Linked DNA regions of Mus musculus: all the other regions are linked to region 1. A link is a contact called in public Micro-C data. All regions are on one chromosome and are shown on one strand. Each heading gives the region's core, a stretch centred on a gene start, on an enhancer-like site or on the middle of the called end of the contact. The rest is flanking DNA. Distances are from core to core; before and after follow the strand shown. Region 1 overlaps Nrg1 (neuregulin 1). Region 2 overlaps 7420700N18Rik (RIKEN cDNA 7420700N18 gene). Region 3 has its middle 150 kb from the start of 7420700N18Rik.

What was found. Hi-C and Micro-C count contacts between places; a contact is called where the count stands out from the background.
Region 2: a Micro-C map of the HL-1 cell line shows a contact between it and region 1, with 3 times the contacts expected there. The contact joins two enhancer-like sites. A contact is called at or near these places in 1 of 15 datasets of contacts at CTCF or cohesin (the NIH/3T3 cell line), 4 of 484 Hi-C or Micro-C datasets (the AML12 cell line, the HL-1 cell line and the MC38 cell line) and 1 of 115 datasets of contacts at active chromatin or transcription factors (the NIH/3T3 cell line).
Region 3: a contact with region 1 is called in a Micro-C map of the HL-1 cell line, with 6 times the contacts expected there. The contact joins two enhancer-like sites. A contact is called at or near these places in 7 of 484 Hi-C or Micro-C datasets (the AML12 cell line, the HL-1 cell line, adipose-derived mesenchymal stem cells and 2 more) and 3 of 115 datasets of contacts at active chromatin or transcription factors (embryonic stem cells, epiblast stem cells and kidney).

Annotation. Positions count from the first base shown.
Region 1 is chr8:31,827,425-31,832,091 of GRCm38.p6, forward strand. It overlaps Nrg1 (neuregulin 1), which reads right to left. Exons shown (of 10, transcript NM_001364423.1): 5 at 3,781-3,804. Among named protein-coding and RNA genes, the nearest start is that of Nrg1, 89 kb to the right of the region's middle. Within about 2 kb of position 1,912, at least 35 of the 459 cell types and tissues checked have an H3K27ac peak or open chromatin away from gene starts, as enhancers often do. A contact at or near this core is called in the HL-1 cell line, the NIH/3T3 cell line and embryonic fibroblasts, where this site is marked.
Region 2 is chr8:31,370,677-31,375,343 of GRCm38.p6, forward strand. The region is part of intron 1 of 7420700N18Rik (RIKEN cDNA 7420700N18 gene); the gene reads left to right. Among named protein-coding and RNA genes, the nearest start is that of 7420700N18Rik, 5.3 kb to the left of the region's middle. Within about 2 kb of position 2,100, at least 79 of the 459 cell types and tissues checked have an H3K27ac peak or open chromatin away from gene starts, as enhancers often do. A contact at or near this core is called in the HL-1 cell line and the NIH/3T3 cell line, where this site is marked.
Region 3 is chr8:31,517,798-31,522,464 of GRCm38.p6, forward strand. No RefSeq gene overlaps it. Among named protein-coding and RNA genes, the nearest start is that of 7420700N18Rik, 150 kb to the left of the region's middle. Within about 2 kb of position 2,739, at least 82 of the 459 cell types and tissues checked have an H3K27ac peak or open chromatin away from gene starts, as enhancers often do. A contact at or near this core is called in the HL-1 cell line and embryonic fibroblasts, where this site is marked.

The sequences.
Region 1 (4,667 bases), core at 662-3,161:
CTTAGCAGTTGAGCTTCTAATAATCTGATTTTACGTATTTGAAGATCTTCACATGTTTGCCTAGCACACACAGAAACTGGCTTGTTTGCCATTAAAACTAATAACCTGGGCAAGAACCGGAGAATACTGTACAAATGGAATATCCTTATCTGAGCATCAACAAGAAGGAGTATTTCCATCATCTGCTCAGCCTTGGAAGTTATACCATTCTCTTCCTTGAAAGGGGGCAGGGTCACAGGAAGTTTTCTTAAACATGAATAAGTGATTTTTAATTTCTATCAATTAGAGGATCTTATCATGAAAGAAAACATTTCCTACAAGCCGAGTCCATGGTAATCAAGTCCCGGTTAACAGGTCAAGAACACTGTCAAATCAAATTAATAGAGCACTTATCATTAAGAGAATAGAAGTCAGTGGGTAAAAGGCTACAACACTGAAAAGATTAAACAAAAACAAACAGAAAGGGTTGGAGGTGGAGAGGAAAAACAAACCAAGTGGATAGACAGACTGAAAGAATGACTGAGAGTGAGAAAGTCAGGTACAAAGGAAAAGGAAGGTTAAAAGTTAGGGAGGCACCTGGAGTTCCTGGCACAGCAGGCCTGATATTAAGGGAGAAAAGAATAAAGAAATGAAAACCAGGCAGAGGAGATGTTTGGGGTGAGGTTGGGGGAGGAAAAGGTGGGTACAAAGTGGGAAGGGGTGATCCATACAGCATAACTCCTAACCTGGGCTAGCCGTGACATGGAAGCCATGATTAGAAAAGCGAAGCAGTTGGTGCGTTGCGGTGCCACAGTATGCAGGAGACATACAGCTGGTGTCATGGAGTTGTTGTGTTTGTGTGTACACTGTACAAATCTAACAATGACATGAGTGGGGGGGAGGCGCTTATGTGTTAATTGCTTGTACCTATTGTACTCCTCCCCCGAGACAAAGGTAGGGGTTATGCGGTGTTATCTGTGAATGGATGATGCCATAGCTTTCCTCCCTGGCATCCTAAGTGGCATCTAGTGTGTATGCCTAAGCAGCACAACCGTATCTCAGTGCTCTTCCTTCCAAGGATTCCTTCACATAAGCACACATTAGTTATGAAATGGAGCATTAGCATTGTCATCAACAAATGGCAGGCCCTGCTGTCCCCTTTTGGCTAATGTACTTCTTCCTTTAAAATTAATGAGGCCTGGTGTATGTGTAGCTTGAAGGCAGAGTGCTTGTCTAGAACATATGAGATCCTGGCTCAGGTTTCACAAACAGATGAGGGGAAAAAGAAGGGGGATAGGAAAGCCCTTGGTTGCAGCTTTTCACTGACACCCCAATACCCTACTCTTTGAAAAGCCAGGAAATAAAAAGGGGTCATATAGAAGGACTAAAGTGAGCATTGGGGGTCATCATGGGTTGCCTCCCGCCACCCCCAAACTCTCAGGGATTCCTGTAACAACTGTTTTGGTCGTTGGTAACTAGGAAAGGACAGAGTTGGACATGTGGACCACTAGCATCTGGTGATCAGCCTATTCTCATTGCTTGTGAGCAAAACAACCATTTCAGGGACTAGAGAGCTCAGTAAAGGACAACACAGCTAGAAGGAGCCAGTTTAAGACAGGGAACTCAAAACACAGGATTCAATTCTGTGTTCCATTCAGTACTGGCTACACATTTCTCAGCTAAATGTCTTCTTGATATTTTTTTTTCAGAGTTTTGCTGCATCCACAATATGAATAAAGGAAAATAAAACCTTGGACAAAGAGCAAGCCTATTATTGCTCGTCTCATTTTTGTATTACTAATTTTTTGTTCTTGTATCACTGTATCCACAAGGCAAGAGCAAAGCTGAGCTAGTACTCAAAATCATCCCAAAGGTCTGGCCTGGCTCCTTAAGTGGAAATGCTCCAAGCCTGTCTGGTTTGGCTGGATGGACCATGGTGAGTCACATCAAACACATTTTCATTCTAATGTGTCCAGGAGAAAAGACAGAGCCATTCTTACTCTCTTATTTTTAAATGACCCTTAAGGTCAGGAGTTATTTCTGGATATAATAGATTGGCCTTATACTCTGTGAAGCCTTAGAGATGTGTGGATAACAGTGCACTGCCTTTATCAACTGTGAGAACAGCTAAGGGAGCACTTACGTAGCATAAGGATTTGACTCTACTATTCACTAATCAAAATAGTAAAGTCTAGAGTCAGACTACACAGCTCCGAGAGTGGGGGATTTCTGCTAGTGATAGAGGTAGTTCTGAGGGCTTGGCTCTTGGTTTCCCACAGGAAAGGGCAGTTCTGTGAGATTTCTGACAGAGGGATATTTCCTATGAGAAAAGAAGAACCCTTGACACCCTGGTGTGTGTTTGTGTGTGTGTGTGTGTGACATAAATTTGAGCACTTTTTCCTAATCTATCTGATAGTTTTCTTCTTAAATTTTTATTTTCTTAGAGTGATGGCAATTGAGCTTCTCTCTGTGTACCTATGAGAGCCACCTATGGGTTCCTGTGTCATCAATTATGCTTCTGAGCTGATGTGATGTCAGCCAAAGGGGACAGCAGCTGTTGCACACACTTGATGCATATCACCATGCCACCATGCACCAAACAATTTGTTAATCAGGACATGGTGTCGTTGAGCCAAGACTCTGTTCTAGTCTTTCACATGAAGAGCCTGGAGGCCAGGAAAGGTGGAAGTTTCCTGCTCCTTTGTCCATTTATTCTTTTGTTTGTTCGTTTTTTCTCTTCTCATTCTCTCTCTCTCTCTCTCTCTCTCTCTCTCTCTCTCTCTCTCTCTCTCTCTCTTTCTCTCTCTCTTTCCTTTTTCTTCTTTCTCTCTCTCTTCCTTCAGTTCTTGAAGGGTCTTTTTGGAATATGCCCATATTTCATCTACCTTTTGGAGCCTTGTTTGTTTGGATAGTTACTGTGTGAAGTTTTCTATATGATGACTTGTCTGGGTCATCTTAACCTTAGTGATGTAATCCATCATTAGTGGAATGCCCAAGCAAATCAACAACATCTGCTTTCTATTTCCTTGCTTCTAAACCAACAAAGTTGACTAGAGTCATACTTGAGCATCTTCAAGAAATCTGGGTGATTCAACTCTGTGCAGTGTTAGATGTAAAACTGCCACTAGGTTCTATCCTTTCCTTTCTCTCTCTCTCTTTCTCTCTTTCTTTTTTCTTTCTTTCTTTCTTTCTTTCTTTCTTTCTTTCTTTCTTTCTTTCTTTCTTTCTTTCTTTCTTTCTTTCTTTCTTTCTTTCCTTCCTTCCTTCCTTCCTTCCTTCCTTCCTTCCTTCCTTCCTTCCTCCTTCCTTCCTTCCTTCCTTCCTTCCTTCCTTCCTTCCTTCCTTCCTTCCTTCCTTCCTTCCTTCCTTCTCTCTCTCTCTCTCTCTCTTTTCTTTTTATGTGTATGTTCTTAAACCTTTTGGTCCTCCGGCCTCTCATTTGAGTTCTCCTGTAGCCTATGCACCACTCCGACTTACTCCAGCTCCTACATAACAGCATGGTCCAATCAATGAGTCACACAATGGAGGAGAGGAGGGACTATGACCAAGTTGCAGCAGGAGGGAGATTTTTAATCTCTAAGTGAAGGTAGGCTTAGAAATTTAAAACCTGCTGCACTCCATAACATTCTCATAAACTAGTCATAGATTGAAGGCAGAGAAACCCATGTTATAGCTGTATGATCCCTTCTAAAGAAAAAGGAAATTAGTTAGGAACTGAAAAGGAAGAAGAGGGAGGGCAAAAGAGTTCAGTTCAGAGGCTCTACATTCTGCAGGCTAAAAGGAACGATGATTGGTCCATACCCATAAATTCAATCCCAAGATGCTCTGCCAATGCAGAAAGTTGACAAGGGGTGGGGGAGAAAAAAGAAAGAAAGGAAAAAAGTTTCAGAAAAGAGCAATACACCGCACTCCAAAACAAATTACACACGACTATGACAGCTCCCTTTGCGTGCACATGGAACAGGACAGGCCGTAGGTGTTAGGGCAGCATGCTCAGGGATGCCCGAGCCCACCAGCGAGGTGTGGAAGCATCAGCCCAGGGGCTTTAGAAACCTTTGAAAGCTTCTACTGAGGGAGGTTAGGTGCTGAACCATCCTCGACTCCTCCTTTGAAAATAGACATGTTTTGTTTGTTTGTTTGTTTGATATATATTACCAGGAAAAGCATTTGCAATTAGGTGATTAGTTTTTAAATGAAGTTCAAAGGAGGCTTCTAGTTGTTGCTTTCTGCTTATTTGTTTAAACTAAAGGTGCCCAGTAGCTGAGTAGAAGCCAAGAAGCCAGTAATTCGGTTTGCAATTCTTATCCCATTGAATTTACTTTTCCTTGCTGGTGGGTAATTATACTTTAGTATTTTTCTTTTGTTAAAGTTGTACCTCCGTGACTTAACTTCCCACTACTTTCAATGCAAACATCGTCCTTTTCATTCACAGAAACCAACAAAAGCTTCTACCCAGAAAGATGAGAAAGAAAACATGAAAATTGGATAACTGGTGATTTGATTTGTTTCCTGTTATTTTTAATATAATTTTTGTGTTGTATTAGACAATTGAAACCTCAGGGGGTTTTTTGTTTGTTTGTTTTTTGTTTTTTTTTTAAGCTGCAAAAAATAAGATAAAATTAAGTACGTGGAGATACAGCTTCTGGGGTCTTTCACTTTAATTTGCTGCTTTTTCAAACTATTAGAGG
Region 2 (4,667 bases), core at 850-3,349, 460 kb before region 1:
ATAGCCTTTCAGCATCCTCTTTTATTAGAGAACCAGTGATTTATGTTTTTTTTTTTATGTAAAAGATAAACAATGATCATTTGGCCGAGTTGTTTGGTCTCAGCACTGTGTGCGGCTGGGGTTGTGACTTGAGAGAGTCATATAGCCAGTCATACTGCTTAGATACTAGTTTCTACTAAGCTCTCTCCCTCCCCCTCCCTCTTCCTCTCTCCCATACCCTCCCTCTCCCCCTTTCCTCCTTCTCTCTCTCCCTCCCCTCTCTCTTCCCCTCTCTCTTTCCCTCCTGTCGCTTCCTCCCTCCCACTTCCTTTCCCCTCCCCCTTTCCTCCTTCTCTCTCTCCCTCCCCTCTCTCTTCCCCTCTCTCTTTCCCTCCTGTCGCTTCCTCCCTCCCACTTCCTTTCCCCTCCCCATTTCCTCCCTTTCTCCCCTTCCTTCCTCTCCCTCCCCTCCCTTCCTCTCTCCCTCCTCCTCTCCCCCCTCTCCAATTCTTTCTCACTCTCCCGTTTCTTCCTTCTGTAATCCTCCCTCCTATCTGTTACACACATTCTTAGACCAGAAAGCAGTCAATATAAAAGCTAACAAGTCGAGTTTTTGGCTGAACTTCAGATATGTGTGTAAAATACTCTTCGATGAGAGTGTAATTGGTTAGACAAAACCCTGATCTTCTCCCTTGAGGTCTCCCCTTTTCTGCTTTGTAGAAAGTTCCTTCCCTTCCCATCAGGACCATGGGTCCTCTGTTCCCCTCATTATGCTGGCTGGCTCAACACTCACTTTCAGGGACAGTGCTGATCAATGATCAAGGGAAGCCAAAAACGTCGCTTGGAAGTTTCGAGCAGTCTGGATTTCGTGGGTCATATTAAATCAGCTTTTGTACAGAAAGCCAGGAAAGCAGATGTTTACCTATAGTAACATCGCATGAGCTGAACAAAACAGGGGGAGATGATTGGGATTTCTGATCGTCTTCTATGCATCAAAGGAAGAAATATAATTAACACCTTACAGTTTGATAAACAGATTATTTGAAAATAATAAAAGCTCATCCTCTCCGATGGCCAGAGTTGGGGCACAGCAGTAGCTGCACTAAACCTGTTCTGAGTGGGAGGAGCCTGGGAGGCAGGTTTGATGCTCCCTGACCTTCCACAGGACAGGAAAGAGGGGAAAGCATGCTGAAGGTGAATTGCTCCTGGCCAGCCTGCCTGGCCAGTGCCTAACCAGAGAGCCTGCTCCAACTTGTTTAATGGCTGTCACCGATTCGCAGACATTTGAGCAGAACGTGCCCGTGATAGAGTCAGAGCCATTGGAAGGCTGAGCTACTTAGAGATCAAAGCAAAATGCTCCTAGGCTTCTGTGAGCTGCACCATTCATTTGCAGTCCCACTGAGTGGGACAAAAATGTCTTTTGATTGCACACTAATGTGGGATCATCAGAAAGAACACTGGTGACATTCAGACACAAAAGAAAACCAGGAGGCAGAAGGACCTCAAAGTGACCTTGGTGACAAAAAGCACGTCCGCAGAAACACACATATCTCAGGCAGTGTGGCCAACAGTGAGAAAGCTATGCCAGCTGACATTTCATTTCTGAGTAGCAGCTCCTTAAGCATTTGGAGCTGGGACGCTCATCCCACTCTCATGGAAACCCCCAAGAACTCTCACAAATGCCTGCTTTTACTTTGCTTCCCTTAAAACAACCAAAATTCCCTCCTCACAATTGTTGGGACATCCCAACAGCACAGTCCTTTCTTTCCCAGCTTGCAATGCAAACAAATATTGTTTTGTCCATTTCTTGTGGGTACTCACTCCAGCCTCATACCAATGTTAACATTTTTTCCCCCTTATCAAATGGTATTTCCTAGAACTACCTGAAGGTGGCAGTATTGTGCATCAGCCAGTGATTAGTAAGGAGATCAGGAACCAATTAAGGAAATGATTTAAGGAGTAGGCTGTAACTGACTCAAAATGAACAGATTATATACTGTGGAGACTTTTTTGAGCCTGAATACAACCACCCTACCCCCCACCCGCAGACATACACTCCAATGTGCATATATAGTGCAAAAGGTAAGAGGAAACCGAAATGACATGTCAACAGAGGGTAATGCTATTATTATCATCTCAAATATGCTCAGTCTATATAATTAACACAGTGATATCTTGGGGGGGGGGTGTATGGGTCATTAAGACAGCTGGCTGAAGAAATTCCAATGATGCCAATTCACCAGGAATTTCCCAGGAGGAAGGCCATTATTCTTTCTCCAACTAAAGCCTCCAAGATGCTGCAGTCCATGTATTTTGGAAGCAGACCCCTATTTCCCTTGGAGGGACATGAAGCAAGACTGTGTAGATATTTTACATTTGTCCATTCTACAAAAGTCTCCAGCTCTCTGAGGTGGAACAGAGCAACAGCATTCCAGTAAAACTAACTGACCATTGAAGTGGTGGTGATGGTGGGGGTGAGGGGATCATTGCCCATAATAGTGCCTGGAAAGGATATATGCAACTCTAGCATTGTCAGACCGAACCCATTCCTGTAACCAAGATGTTTATTAGGGCATACTTGGCAACTGCATCACAGCACCACCTAGGAAGCTGATGAATAATTGATTCAGACTGAGTGGACATTTCAAGGGACATTGACCACATAGCTGTGAAGTTGAAGCTGAAGGTCAGTTACAAGACACAGGTCAGAGGCAGGAGGAAAGTCCCTGTGTGTCAGAGGCAGGGCATAAGCTAGGTCTTCTCAGATCTTAGATTGGAGCAGATCCAGGCTTTCAGCTGAGTCATTCTCTTAGGGTGTTTGATTACTGGGGCTTTCCACATTTTTAGAATTCCGAAGGAGAAGTGGCACAGATACTGTTTGGATCTGCCATTGAAATGAGACAGCACAAACGGTCACTTTGTTTTGTTTTGTTGCAACAGTGAGTTGCCTGGTACTGTTTCACATCCGTATAGGACGTTGTTAGGCTCACTCAGAGATTCTTCCCAGAGACCAGTGGGTTATGGTGTGGGAAAAGACTCCTGGAGAGAAATGACATTTTAGAAAACTCCACGTCAAGAAATTGTGTGTTTCTGACTGAGTAGTTTCTAGAATGTAGACATAGTTACAACTACTTTGGATATTTTATGCCATTTAATCTTCATAACACCATATGAGGTAGAAATAAATTTATCTATCTATCTATCTATCTATCTATCTATCTATCTATCTATCTATCTATCTATCTATCTATCTCAATTGTATAGAAGTTGACCTTTCCCAAAGCTATAACTGCCAAGCAACAGGGCTGGTATCCAAACTCTGAGTTTCCTTAGGAGAAGGAGGGTTAAATATATTTATGAAACCATTGAACTTGAACCATTTTGTTGAATTTAGAAAGTAATGGGCCATCGTGAATTTCTTTCTTTTTTTTTTTTTTTTAAAGATTTATTTTATGTGTGTCTATTTGCCTGCATGTCTGTGCACTGTGTGCTCACAGAGGCCAGGAAAAGGCATTGGATCCATTTCCTGAGACTGAGTTACAGATGGTCATGAGCTGCCCTGTTGGTGCTGGGAACTGAACCCAAGTCCTGTGCAAGAGCAGCCAGTGGAGTGAGCCATCCCTTCTGTCTCTCTCTCTCTCTTTTTTTTTCTTTTGCAACCAGTGTATATTAGTACAAAATAATAGGTTTTAGTATGATATTTCAACACACACATATATGTCCTATTTACCCTCTGTTATATTTTACATACATTATAAAGTTGGCAGAGTATGACTAGTAAGCTTCAGTGTCTCATGGTATTAATTATTAGTGCATAACCTCAGATAAAAATCCATTACTCGATGCCCACCAATTTGGAGATGCTTCCCACGGACCAGTAAGTGTACTGTGGGGCCAGCACTGATCCACATTTTAAGAAGAGTTTATTTTGTACTTTAGAGGACAAGACTGGGTGCCCTAACTCTGGAGATGACCTCTTGTCCTAAACACTACCTCCTACAGGCTCAACTCTCCAACAATAAACCTGTCACCCAGTGCCAACCCTTTGCTTCTACCATTATTGCTGGAAATGCTGCCCTTTTTGATTAAGTTGAAGTGTCTCCTCTTTCCTATGCAAGAGACCTGGGAGATGGATATATGCCTAGTCATAGGCCATATAGGCTGAGTGGGAATGTTTTGAAGGTGGGAAATTAGGCCATCTACTTGACATGTAAGCAAAAAGTCCCTGCTGATCTCAAAGACATACTTACAGCATTGCTCAGGATCCTGCACTCCCTGGCTGCTTTGTCACCTCTGGTGTCCAGGGGTCATTGGTATGTCACATGGCCTTTAGAAACCACTCCCCAAATCAAAGCTGGTGCTAGATAGAAGAGACTTTAACTGGTTTCCTTCATTAAACCTATTAATAGCAAGCATAGAATTTGGAGACTGACACTCAAAATCAGTAGTTACATTTGTCAATCCAGGGCTTTGTCCCTATAGTCCTATCTTCATCAAACATACGTATAGGAACCAGATGTAGTGGTATAGAACTGAAATCTCAAAACTCAAGAGACTGAGGCAGGGGGATTTTGAGTTGGAGATCTTTCCTCATCAACAAACAAAAGAAAACAAAATGTAGCCTCCAAAGAGCAAGAGAGAATGTGGGGCTATACAAGAAAGTTGCTATTGGGAACTCAAAGGACAAG
Region 3 (4,667 bases), core at 1,489-3,988, 310 kb before region 1:
TAGTCATCTTAATAGATCATAAGAGCCATTCAATAAAATTCAACTCTTACTCATAAAACCTGTGTATTTCTGATTTGCCTTATTTGTAAATATTTTCAGCTATTTCTAATTACTTTTTCTTTTTTCTTTTTCCTACTTCATAGAGCATTATTTATATATATACACACATACATATATATTTATATATATTTCTATCTACTGTATAAGCTCTTAATGTTTACAGGTTTTTCAGGTTACTTTTGTCCAATAATCATTATGTCTATTAAGTCTATGTGTTCTTTAACGATCTATTTTCTTATATTCTTGTGTGTGTGTGTGTGTGTGTGTGTGTGTGTGAATGGGTACAGATCTAAGTGCTTGTGGAGGTCAGGAAAGGCCTGGGATGCCCTGGTGCTGGACAATCACTTGACTTGGATGTTGTGATCCAATTCCATGTCTTATGCAGTACAGCAAGCATTCTTAACCATTTTACCATCTGTCCAGCACAGTAAATCTATATCATATCAGAATGCAGGTACGTGGGCTGAATTAATGGTGATAATGGCAGAAATGCGCTCCATCTTACTGGAAGTAATTTGATGACATCACGGGGCTTTATAATTACGGCAGTGTTCTTGTCTACATGCTTATGACGTCATCATTTTGCTGCCTACTCAAAAAACAAGTGTTGAATTTTAGGACGTGTTTCCTAGCATCTGTTGAGATACACATACTGAAGTTGTGAGTCACATTAACATGTGAGCGTATGTTCAGTCATCTGTGCCTTTGAGAGAAGCTCTCCTACCTCACGAGGTATCACTACCAGTCTGTGGACAGCCAAGGCCAGGACTTTTACCTTTGAGAAACCATGGCTGAGTTTGGGCATTCTGCAGGTTCTTGGCTGACAGTGCCATTGTGTTCTCATTAACCTTAATTCTCCCATAGAGAGCATGATGGCACTTCTCTACCATCACAAAGTAGCTATAAAAGACTTCTATATAAAACCATGGTGATCAGAGAACCAACGAACACGAACATTGCACATTGGATTCCTACTTTGTAACTTCCTAACAGCATTGGTGACACCATTGAACAGATGAGGAACCAGAAGTACTTGATGCTGTGTGTTTCTTTCCCTTAGGATGGTATCAATGTTAGAAATGCTACATAGACTTGTCAGAGAGTTTAGGGATCCTAACCCATCCTTCTAAATGAAGCCATTGTCCAGATTAAAGAGCATATTGATGATTAGAAAATTAAAATGGCTGGGGGTGGGGGGCAGGGGGTGGTATTTTAAAGATTGTCCACTAGATGGCATTATGAGCCTATCAGAATTATTTTAACTGAATATTTAGTCACCAGTTAAATACTAGTTAACTAAAGAAAGATGTTAGTGAATGGCCATCACTAAAAAGAACACCATCAAGAAAGTTGCTAATCCCATTTGTTCGGGTACATGTTAAATGTAGCAACAAGTGCAACAATTATGCTAAAAGGAAGCAACAAAAAACCCTATTTAAGGACAGCCTTGAAAGCAATCCCTCCTGTAAGCATGGTAAGTGTCGAACTCTAGCAAAAGAACAAGGTCTTACAATAAAATGTCAATCATGTTTTACATAAATAACTAAAAATCCTTTTTACCAAACTGAATTACACAACGTCTTCATGAGTGACTCCAGGAGAACTTAAATGCACGTGTCAACAAGCAGGATTAAGCGTGGCTTTGAAAGGAGGTTGGATAGGATGGCAATGACAAAATCATTTTGGGTTTAAATGACAGTTTTCTTATTCGGTTGTCTTTTGGGGGCGACTGTTGGAGGCAAAAATACTTGCATACAATTTAGGAAGTAAGAATAAACTCATTTGCTTTTGATTCTTATGACATAAACTAACTCATCTTGGACCCCAGACATGCTGATGCTTTCATGAGGGCCGTGTTTACCCACCTTCAACAGTTTTCAACCAGTTCTATTTTCCTTCCAATAACATAATTTATCCTAACATTTCTCTTCCTATTTCCTTCAGTTTTGCTCATTCCTATGGTATTAATGGTTCAACATATGGTTCAACTTAAAGTTTTGTGCTTTATGGTCATGCTAAAGGGATTAGTCGTTCAGGGAAATTATACTTTGAATTTTGACCTTTTCCTGGGCTTGTAATATATTCTTTGATACCCTTGTCTTGGGCAACAGCAGTGAGCTACAGTCAGCCATGCCATCCTGAGGGTAAGCTATCAATATTCCACCATGAATTGTGTTGCTTTCCTAAGAATGCATGGTTGAAGTGTTACCTGCATCGTTGAGCTCATAATAGTCTTAATAGGAGAATCTTCCATGTAAGTCAAACATCTGTATATGAAAGAATGATATTATCCTTTATTTATTTTCTTGAGAAAGACGGTACCTAGGTGAGCACCTCACATAGTCATTCTTTTTAGATTCTGGTTATCACAGATTTGAAATGATTTACAGCACAATAGCTTTCAAAGGAATCGCTTCACAAGTGTGAAATAGACTTTCCATTAGTAATTATTTAATGATTTTTCTAAATATGTGTCTGATAAAGAAAAAAAAATTACTTTCAAATGGCCAGTAAGTCTTGGGAAAGAAGAAGAAAAAAAACCAAAACCTCAAGCCATAACATATCTTAATCTCATCCAAAGTAAAGAAAAACTCAAACAAGTCAGGCTATATAAGAGAATTAGGAAAGTTTTACTCTGTTAAAGTTTTGGTTTCAAGTAGAAAGGACTGTGGGCCCCAAGGGGTACTCACAGGAAGACTAACAGTCAACTAACCTAGACCTTTAGGGTTCCCAGGGACTGAACTACTAACCAGAGAGGATACATAGGCTGGACCTAGGCCTTCTTGCACATGTGTAGCAACTGGAGCAGGGGCTCTCCCAAAAGCTGTTGCCTGTCGGCGGGTGGGATATGTTCTACTAGCTAGGCTGTCTTGTCTAGGTACAGTGAGAGAGATTGTGTCTAGCCCTGCAGAGACTCAAAGTGCCCGGGGTAGGGGGTTACGGGGGTGGGGGGTGGGTGCAGTATTCACTTAGAGGGGAAGGGGATGGTGGAAGGATTGTGGAAGGGGCTGACCAGAGGTGGGCAGTGATCAGGATGTAAAGTGAATTAAAAAAAAAAGTTTCAAATGTTACTTCCCAGATTGTGGAATTCAGTCCTCTCTGTTAATTAATAAACAGACAGCATTTGAAGTCATGCCACTCTCCCCAAATCAAAGGTCAAGTAGAACATTCACCTTCAGGTTTCAAGAGTTGACTCATGCTGGCTAACGTGGCCAGGGTACAGAATGGTAGGAGAGATGGCTTTCTACCTCCCACCAGTCATGTGAGTAGCGAGTCACTCCATTCTGGCTCTGGAGAGCTCTCTAGGTGTCTGAGTCAGACTTCTTAACCAATGGCATTCAGAGAAACTCAAGCTGCCCCTTTTAATTCAGTAGGAGAGAAAAAATGTGTGGAATGTTATTTGCCAAACTGTGACCTCAATTCAGACAACATGCCTGGGCAGGTAAGGCAGGCTCTAGCATCTGGTAGCTTGAAGCATTAAGGGTGTACTTAGCAGTTCTAACATTTCAAACACAGAAGTACTTGCTGTAAGAAAAGAGTCTCTCCTGTGCTGATAAGGATAGCATACAATGGAATTATTATATATTTTTTTAAAATAACCCAGCCCAGCAAAGTATGTGCTATCAAATAACATCTTTTCTAACAAGTGACAAATCTTGTCTTTGAGAACAGGTTTGCAGGTAGCTTGGAGAGAACAAAGAATGACTTCAGAAATTTGAAGAGTTGGAAAAGTGAACACTCTGGGTCTAAAATCCTGTTTATTGTTATTATTTTAAAATTTAGTTTTCCACACTTTTCCTGACTGAGCTGAGGGCAGACTGAGGGGCTGTTCTTGTGATTCTGTGATTTGACACCATTGTGTGTCTTCTCACAAAAGGATCATTCGCTGACAACACAGCCAGGTCGACTCTAAGCTTGGTGGGCTTTGGTGGGACCTGGCACACTTTACCTGGATTTTCACACATGAGGATGCTTAGATCTAAGAGCTGGGCTTTTGCGTCATTTTCTGTTCAAAGAAATTCCAAAGATCAGTTAAATTTATCCAATTGATATTGAAAATGGAATCTCATGCACTGTTTAAAAAAATCATCCAATGCTCTAGAAATAGATGGATTATTTTTCTTAAAGTAAAATTTATTTCGTTTGTGGTAATTGGCTGAATATAAACACGAGGAAAGACTGAAGGGAGTCCTTTCTGCATGAAAACTATCTATGGAGATTAACTTAGTCTCTGTCTTCTTCAATGTTAGAAATACCTTTGGACCAACACTGTAAGATGGGAGTTTTAGGTAAAAAGGAAAACTTTACAGATAAAAATCTGTGTCTTCGCCACAGCTACTCTTTAACTTGGAAATGTGTAGCAGCCTCTAGAGAAAGCTAGTTGGAAACTCTATGGTGTCCGCTTTAAGTCCTTCAGTGGCATGTCACCATAAAATGTCAAGTGAAGCTTTTATCACAGGTGGAGAATTTGTTAGCCAGCGCCAGAATGTTAACACAGGCGATGTCATAAAAACAAGAGGAGAGGGGCTTTCCTCAAAAGATTCAGTCATAACAAGCCATGATATAACTTTGAACTCTACTCCAAACCAGCTATATGTGATAAGCTA